Linked DNA regions of Danio rerio: region 1 is linked to region 2. The links are chromatin contacts, called in public HiCAR-type maps. All regions are on one chromosome and are shown on one strand. Each heading gives the region's core, a stretch centred on a gene start, on an enhancer-like site or on the middle of the called end of the contact. The rest is flanking DNA. Distances are from core to core; before and after follow the strand shown.

Region 1 (4,676 bases), core at 731-3,230, 180 kb before region 2:
ACCCCAGTGCCCCTGTAAAGTATCGAACCAAAGCTTGAAAAAACAAATGTGTGAGTGAACTGTACAAATGGATTAAACAATATAAACAATTCCTTTGGTTTTTTGCAAACCTGTTTGACCCATTAGACTAAAAAAGTATTCATTTGTGGTTCTGATCGTAAAAAACACGCAGGTCAAAATTGCTAAAATATTAATGAAACATCATCAGGATTATTATTAGCAACGCCCTTGTGTTTGATTATATAAAGTCACCAACCAAAAGGTGACTTCTTTACAACAAGAGTAAATGAAGAATGTGTACAGTTCTTCAGCTTTTTAAAGTAAAAATAAAAATATTACATCCTAATATCAAGCAGGTCCAAACGTGCCTATCAAAACGTAATTTCCAAACTATGCTCTGCCCCATTATGTCACCATTTTAAGGCGGGTCGTGATCAAAGTAATGCATTGAGAGCACACACTCAGCCTTTCAAAGGGAAAACGCTTTTATAACGTGGCCGTGCTTACATTCAATTCAATTGTGGAAACCCTTTCGAAGAAATGCGTTAATATGAAGACCGCTTTATTTTAGTTCAGCGACTTGTGAGGCAAATGTGAAGACCTTGTCATGGCAGTGACCGTGTAGATCAAAGAGCTGAAATTACCTCATTTAACCCCGGCTATGGTCATAAACTTAAGTTTACCGTTGTAACTTAGCCGTGAGGTCGATCATAACACTATTAACAGATTGTAAACACAGCCGGGCTTGAAGTCGGGCTCCGGTACAGGCGCAGACTAACAGCACAGGGGAACAAAGGAATGCGCGCAGCATCACACGTGGCTGAACAGAGACAAATTAATCAATAAAAGGGCGCTAGAAAAATGCGATCGAAACATCTCTCAACTCGACAAACAAGGAACATGATTATATTATCTCTGCTCTGGTGGTTTACGGCAACAAATTATTTCTCAAAGTCAAGGGGTGCGCGTATTCAACCGTAATCTCCAATGAATAAATAGATATGATGACAAACTTAGTTGTAATGAAGTGATGGGATTACTTTAAAATAACAGCTTTATAGGAAAGGCGTACAGGCACCATGCCCTTGTTGTGTTATTTGACAGGCATTTATTGCATTCACCCCATCCCGACTGAGACACTCAGGACAGCCTCATCTGTGCGCGTGAAACATTACCCAAACGCATTGTCATTAGAAATATCAGATTTTTTTTTAAAGTCGTTTAAGACGTCGTGCCATCGCAGTCTTTTTGATCAGAAGTGTCCCAGCTTCCGTTATTGTGCAAGGACTGTAAGATGATCAGTCACTATTACACAATAAATGCAAACAAGCGTTATGGAACGCAGACCAAATGAATATTACGCACGGTATTATGAACGTGCATCAAAGCGAGCGCGTGTCACATATTCAGTGTGCCAGCGCAATTCTACACATGTAAGGCTTTGTGATTGATATATAATATTTATTTTACAACTATTTGATTTATATTTAAATAATTACACAAAGTATGCATATTATATGCATGACCTGAGAGGCTGATACACCCACCCAATATGCAGACACTGGGCTATCCCGTCTCCCAATCTTATATCTGGGGTTCATTAAAAACATTATAAATGTGTATTTTAAAAACACTGTGTGAGTAATACCAACAACAGCTCAGGAGCGCTAAAGTCAAACAAGATATTTCATCACTGATCTAATAATACTCAACATAGAAGTACTGCTAAATGACGCCTTGAAAGTTGCTTTACTGTATCAATCTGTTATAACTCATCTACCGGCTCAAAGAGCCCAACCAAACCCAATCTAATCACAGCGAAAGAAGAAAACATTTACCTCTAGTAACCAAAACCCCACTTAGATGGAGATCCGGAATAAATAGTGCGCGTGAAAACATTAAGAAGTGTTTCATCAGCTGCAATAAAATCCCATCTGGAAATGATACTTGTGTTTCTCCTTTGCGTTTTCCTGCTGGAGTGGCTGCTGTTCGTGGATCTGTGTTAGTAGGTCACTACTGAAGTGTATTGGCAGCGCGCTTTGACTGGCACTTCTGCGAACCAATCGAAACGCGGCATCTTCCGATTTGAGCCAATGATTCGCTCCTCGTTTTTAGAAGCCTTCTGGCTGGCGCACATAAGTAATGATGACTCCATAAGAATGAACTGTAATATACTCAACATAGCAGAGAGTCTTAAAAATAGACGATGCAAATGTTAGCTAGTCTTTTCTTCTATTAGGTGCTTCCCATTGACTTTCTTAAAACAAGATTCAAACGAAATGTATTCATGTAACTATTAACATAATTATTTTAGCGTTAAGTATTAAGAACTAGCCTATAATGTTAGTGAATCTTGATTTTATATATACTTTATTTATAATATTATATAATTTAATTAATATTAGTATTAATTTTTATTATATTAATTATTACCCATTTAATTCTAGATGACTTGTATGCTGTTATTTCAAAATACCAAAGACATCAAATAAAACATGGTATTTAAAGAAACCAGTTTATGCTGATCTATATAAATGTTATGTATTATTATTATTATTATTATTATTATCCTTTAAATGACAGCGAATCGATTCCCTTTAACCTTTTTTTTTCATCATTACAAAACTCAATGACCTCCGCAAGCTTTATTTTCCCCAATTACCAAACCTAGTTTGACTTATAGGTGTTGTGTAATTGTCAATTTACATAATTTATGGCTCTTTAATAGTCGATATGATATAACAGGTGTGGATGTGATGTAACCTAAAACCAAGGAGTTGCACAACGTGGCGCCCAGGATGACCTATATTAAATAATATGTGTGCGACTGCGCCATCCAGTGGCATAACAATATATAATATTTCATTTGCGCTGTGTTATGAGTGCACATTCAGAAACTATTTCATAAAACAGTCACACTTTACAATAAGAGTTTCATTAGGTAATATTAGATCGTGTGTTCACTGTCAGCATTTAAGTATGAGTAATAAGTAACTATTTATAAATTAAACTAATAATTTATTCATTTTCCTTCAGCTTAGTCCCTTTATTCTTTAGGGGTCGCCACAGTAGAATGAACCACCAACTTATGTTTTACGCAGCAGCCCTTTCAGAAGCAAATCAGTACTAGGAAACATCCATACACTCATTCACACACATACACGATGGCCAATTTAGTTTATTTAATTCCCCTATAGTGCATGTCTTTGGACTTGTGGGGGAAACCGGAGCACCCGGTTGGAGGAAATCCATGGGAACATGGGGAGACATACACGACGGCCAATTTCACCTATAGCGCATGACTTTGAACTTTGGGGGGAACCGGAGGAAACCCACGTGAACATGGGGAGAACATGCAAACTCCACACAGAAATGCCACTTGCCCCAGCCAGGGCTCGAACCAGCAACCCACTAATTATTGACTAATTTTATTATTAAAAATCCATAGTTAATACACTTGAGTAAATGTGAACTATGAATGAACGGCTTCATTCAAAGAGAAATAACTCATTCATTCATTTTCTTTTTGGCTCAGCCCCTTTATTAATCAGGGGTCACCACAGCGGAATGAACCGCCAACTCATCCAGCATGTTTTACGCAGATGTTTTCCAGCTGCAAATAGGAATAATACTGTAATAAATTCCTTGTGAGGCGAGGCAGTGGCGCAGTACTGTCGCCTCATAGCAAGAAGGTCGCTGGTTCGAACCTTGGCTCAATTGGTGTTTCTGTGTGGAGTTTGCATGTTCTCCCTGCCTTTGCGTGAGTTTTCTCCGGGTGCTCTGGTTTCCCGCACAGTCCAAAGACATGTGGTACAGGTGAATTGGGTAGGCTAAATTGTCCGTAGTGTATGAGTGTGTGTGGATGTTTCCCAGAGATGGGTTGCGGCTGGAAGGGCATCCACTGAGTAAAAACTTGCTGGATAAGTTGGAGGTTAATTCTGCTGTGGCAACCCCGGATTAATAAACGGACTAAGCCGACAAGAAAATGAATGAATGAATGAATAAAATCCTTGTTTGTTCATGTCAGTAAACACAATAACAAATTGAAGCTTATTGCAGAGTTTTACCAATAATAAAAAAACAATAATTAATTTTGCACATGCATTTCGAAAGCAAGCGAGTACACTCAGAAATAAAGGCGAGCTGTCACTGGGGTGGTACCTTTTTAAAAGGTACACATTTGTTCTTAAAGGGTTCATATTGGTACCTCAAAAGTAGAGGGAGACCGGGTTGAAACACAGGGAGAGTTGTAACAACCAATTCCACAAATCAGGGATAAGATGGGGGTCATGTAACATTTTCAGTTTCCTCAGGTTAATTTAACAATCACACATGGAGATTTTCCAGTTAGTTTTGCAATCTCTCCTAAACCTACAATAGAAAATTGAATTCTGGGGTAAAAAATAACAAGATAATATTTTGTTTAGTACATCTGCCATTGTAGATGATGTTGTATGGGTTATATCAGGTCAGACTGTAGTTTCTCTAGTAAATAATGGTGTATCAACCTCCTGCTAATTTCAAAGCACCATTCTAATACAGCTAGCTAAACAATGGGTGACAGTGGCGGGGTAGGTTGAAACACGAGCTTTGAAAGTATACAAACACTCACACACACATATGAATGTGCACATACAGGCATGCACAAACACACACAATATACACTTCCAGTATTC
Region 2 (4,723 bases), core at 50-2,549:
CTTATAGAATAAAACATACATTAACCTTTTACACCAAATACGCAAGAAGAAAATTCAGTACATCTTGAGAAACTGAGAATTTTCAAGTGATCTATTGATTTTGTTTCCTCCTCATAGCTGTACATCGATTAAATATACAGTTGAAATCTGAATTATTAAACCCCTTTAAATTTTCTTTTCTTTTTAAAAATATTTCTCAAGTGATGTTTAACATCAAGGAAATTTTCACAGCATGTCTGATAATTTTTTGTTCTTCTACATGAAGTCTTACTTGTTTTATTTCGGCTAGAATAAAAGCAGTTTTTTACATTTTTTAAAAAGCCATTTTAAGGTTAAAATTATTAGCCCCTTTAAGCTGTATATTTTTTCAATAGTCTACAGAACAAACCAAATTACCCAAACCTGCCTAGTAAACCTAGTAAAGCCTTTAAATTTCCCTTTAAGCTGTTTAGAAGTGTCTTGAAAAATATCTAGTCACATATTATTTACTGTCATCATGACAAAGATAAAATAAATCAGTTATAAGAAATAAGTTAAGCCATTCCATGCAAATGTCAACGTTGCCATGAAAAAAATGAAGTTTTCACCAAAATACGGAAATTGTTTCTGTTATTTTTGCACATTCAGACTTTCTGCTTAATAATATAATTTCAGAAAAATACTCTTTGCAAATTTTAAATAGGGAAATCACAACAGCAGTTAATGACTATCAAAGTACAACCTTATTTACAGTCAATTACATAGTGGTAACATTGTTTTGAAGTCATCCTTGCGTGCTATTTCAGACTCAATATTCAACTTAGCGCGATAAACAATATATGGGCCATTAAAAGAACGAATTTGCGAATACCAAACCTACTTTACCTCAACTTACTACACAATTTGGCAACAGATAAAAACAAAATAAACAGTGTTCTTGTTATACAATGACATAATTCAATTTTTAGCAGAACCTATATTTGTGTAAATCCACCACCATTGGTACAGCACTATAGCTACTAGTAAAGGTAGAATTAGGTGTGCAACTCACCTGTCTGACTGATACTCATGTCATATTTAACACTTCCTGGAGTTACACTATGAGACTACTGAAGATTACATGTGAAATACAGCCGAATACAACCACCTACGCCAGTCCTGTTTACCTCAGCAAACGCAGAACAGTCTGTCGATATTTACAAATCTTAAAAACCTCAAAAAGACAAAAGAAGAAAGTTTGTAGTTACCTCGTAAAAAGCTTGCACCATCTCCACCAACACCCACTGTTGCCCCGACGCCATTTTGACTGAGTCACATGATCGCTCTGCGCGACTTCCTGATTGATAAAGAGGCGCCATCGCGTGGAGGAGAAGCGTCATTGCAGGCTTCGTCAGTCGGATTTTCCACCTCTGTTTTTGAATGTGATGTCATTTGCTTGGTCACCATCAAACCAGCATTACGTTATGGTTATAAAGAAACCATTTGTTACATTTCTTGTACTGTTGCATACCGTTTGGTAAGCTGAACATTTAATATAGGCTGCTGGAGAATGTTATGGGGGAAATGCAGTATTGTGTGTGTGTGTGTGTGTGTGTGTGTGTGTGTGTGTGTTGCCGTTGTTGCTGTTGTTTTGTGTTGTCTTGAAATGTAACAACCACTTTAGATATTGTAAGAATTGAAATATTGCAAATATTCTGATATCTTTGACAATTCAAAACATGAGCTGAAGACAGGGCCAATGGACTCCACAACCCACCAGGGGGGAACGCGTGAAAAACCAGTTCCTGCTGCATTTGCATCTGACTATGCTGAGACTCAGCTTCATCCCCCCAAGTCACACATATGGTCATTTCAATGTTTCAATGTTTTAGACTAACCAAACTGACTTTAACTATCATGTTTGATATCATTTGAAATGTCTCAGTGCGATTGGTACAATGGTCTCATTCTCCCAGAAATAGACATAATCAGAATAATAAATATAGAACTACAGGCATCTTTTGAACCACTGTGAGGGGTGTGACTTTTACACTAAGTGTGAATGCCTTTTTTCACACCCCCTTCCTTGAGGGAATTCTTGGATTATTTAAGGTAAGGGTTGAGAAAAACTCAGGGCGATTCTGCCTAACCAGATCAGCCCATAACATGGCTTGTTCCATGTTATGTATATTTCAAAGTCAGGAATGCATCTTTTCATCTTGGATTTATCTTTGATAATTTGATGTTTTGTATTGATCGTTTATGAATTGACTGATTGAATTGGCATAATACATTTACCTGACTAATAAATTGTTATGTTTTGAATGATTCAAACAGAGTTCGTGTTATTATCTTTAGTAGATTGTGGTAATTTCATAGCACCACAAGCCCCTGTTCAGGTTAGTAGCGGACTAGAACACGGTAGACGGAGCATTGCGGCACGTTACACGATGTCTCTAGAGCTCCGACTAACAAATTGGCATTTATTCATGTATACTTAGGTTGTAAAAGGATATCTAAGGGGATAGTCCTTCACCCGATAAACTTTTAATACTATTTAGATAGTATAGTGATTATTCAAAGTTACTACTAGTTTAAGTACGACTGGTCTGCTTAATTCTATAGTAATGATCGTTATATGACTAAATAGCTCTGTCTGATTTAGGAGGTAGCAGACCTATGGGGACCGCATAAAAAATATCCTAATCTGAGTAAGTAGTGTTCTGCCTTTTTAGGATAGCGGTCAATCGCCACTGTTTAGTGACCAAGACTGACATGCTTGTGCTTAAGAAATTGTATACTCGGCCGGTACAAGATTCAGGATGTTATAGAGATCCCAATGAACGAGAATAACATAAAATGATGAACCGAAGAGAATATTCAATCATAATCTAAAATAATGTGAAAGGAAACAAAATAACTTTCTCAATGTTTTATAATTGGAGTCAGATAAAACGAGGATAAACATATTAATATTCTAAACCATCTCATACTAAAATTGGAGTCAGATATGAGTTAAGTTTAATATAAATCAACATTGTGCACTGGAAAGACCGAACATGCAGTGAACCTTCATCCACCACTGGATACCGTCATTGGACCAACTGGCTGGACCTTACAATATCATTCATATTGATTAGGAGAATGGTATAAAAACATTCAAAAATTACTTTTATAGCTCTTAAACTTTTAAAATACTCTTGTTTTGTCCTGGTAAATTTGGTATTAGTGCGACTACTTGTTCTTGTGGCATTTAAACCGACCACAACCGAATTTGGAATTGCAAAGCAGGCTACCATAAGCGATAGTAATTCATTCGTTCATTCATTCTTCTCCAGCTCGGTCCATTATTTATCAGGGATCGCCACTGTGGAATGAACCACCAACTATTCCAGCATATGTTTTACACAGCGGATGCACTTCCAGCCACAACCCAGTACCTATTAGGAATCGATTGTAATTATATTTCTGATCATTTTATCTTAGTTATTATTCTAAAATGTGTGTGTTTTTGAAAGAAATTTTTGTCTTTACTATCTGTATGAGTTCGACATTAATTGGACTTTTTTTCTGTGAATCTATCTATCTACAAGGTACAGTTTTCCCTGATCTGTATCTTAAATAATAATATTAATAATTAAAAAAAATAGATAATACAAATATACATTTGACCACCCCATAATGGTATCCAATATCGGGGTTCATGCATCAGTTTTTGCAAGAATCATTCAACAGTCTAAACGAGAGGATCTGAATGCAGACCTGGTGCAGTGCAATCTGAGCTGCATCCAAAACTTTTTAATGTGCTCACCTAACCCCACCCCTAACCCTACCCGTCACAGTGACATCACTCACTCCAGTGAGTGCATTGTGTCTGACATTGCATAGCTGAGTGCATAGAGAGAGCATAGCTATCTATCTATCTATCTATCTATCTATCTATCTATCTATCTATCTATCTATCTATCTATCTATCTATCTATCTATCTATCTATCTATCTATCTATCTATCTATCTATCTATCTATCTATCTATCTATCTATCTATCTATCTATCTATCTATCTATCTCCGTCCGTCCGTCCGTCCGTCCATCTATTTATCTATCTATCTATCTATCTATCTATCTATCTATCTATCTATCTATCTATCTATCTATCTATCTATCTATCTATCTATCTATCTATCTATCTATCTATCTATCTATCTATCTATCTATCTATCTATCTATCTCCGTCCGTCCGTCCGTCCGTCCATCTATTTATCTATCTATCTATCTATCTATCTATCTATCTATCTATCTATCTATCTATCTATCTATCTATCTATCTATCTATCTATCTATCTATCTATCTATCTATCTATCTATCTATCTATCTATCTCTGTCCGTCTGTCCGTCCGTCCGTCCGCCCGTCCCTCCATCCATCCATCCATCCATCCATCCATCCATCCATCTATCTATCTATCTATCTATCTATCTATCTATCTATCTATCTATCTATCTATCTATCTATCTATCTATCTATCTATCTATCTATCTATCTATCTATCTATCTCTGTCCGTCCGTCCGTCCGTCCGTCCGTCCGTCCCTCCCTCCCTCCCTCCCTCTATCCATCCATCCATCCATCCATCCATCCATCCATCCATCCATCCATCCATCCATCCATCCATCCATCCATCTATCTATCTATCTATCTATCTATCTATCTATCTATCTATCTATCTATCTATCTATCTATCTATCTATCTATCTATCTATCGCCCA

Evidence for each region. HiCAR-type assays count read pairs that join an accessible place to other places.
Region 1: a contact with region 2 is called in a HiCAR-type map of caudal fin, with 6 times the contacts expected there. The contact joins the promoter of nfil3 here to the promoter of sptlc1 in region 2. A contact is called at or near these places in 2 of 18 Hi-C or Micro-C datasets (embryo and fibroblasts) and 3 of 4 datasets of contacts at active chromatin or transcription factors (caudal fin, embryo and gastrula embryo).

What each region holds. Positions count from the first base shown.
Region 1 is chr10:5,884,953-5,889,628 of GRCz12tu, reverse strand. nfil3 (nuclear factor, interleukin 3 regulated) reads right to left here and starts at 1,980. Exons shown (of 2, transcript NM_001004120.3): 1 at 1,839-1,980.
Region 2 is chr10:5,703,874-5,708,596 of GRCz12tu, reverse strand. sptlc1 (serine palmitoyltransferase, long chain base subunit 1) reads right to left here and starts at 1,299. Exons shown (of 15, transcript NM_001020471.1): 1 at 1,227-1,299. The coding sequence starts at 1,280.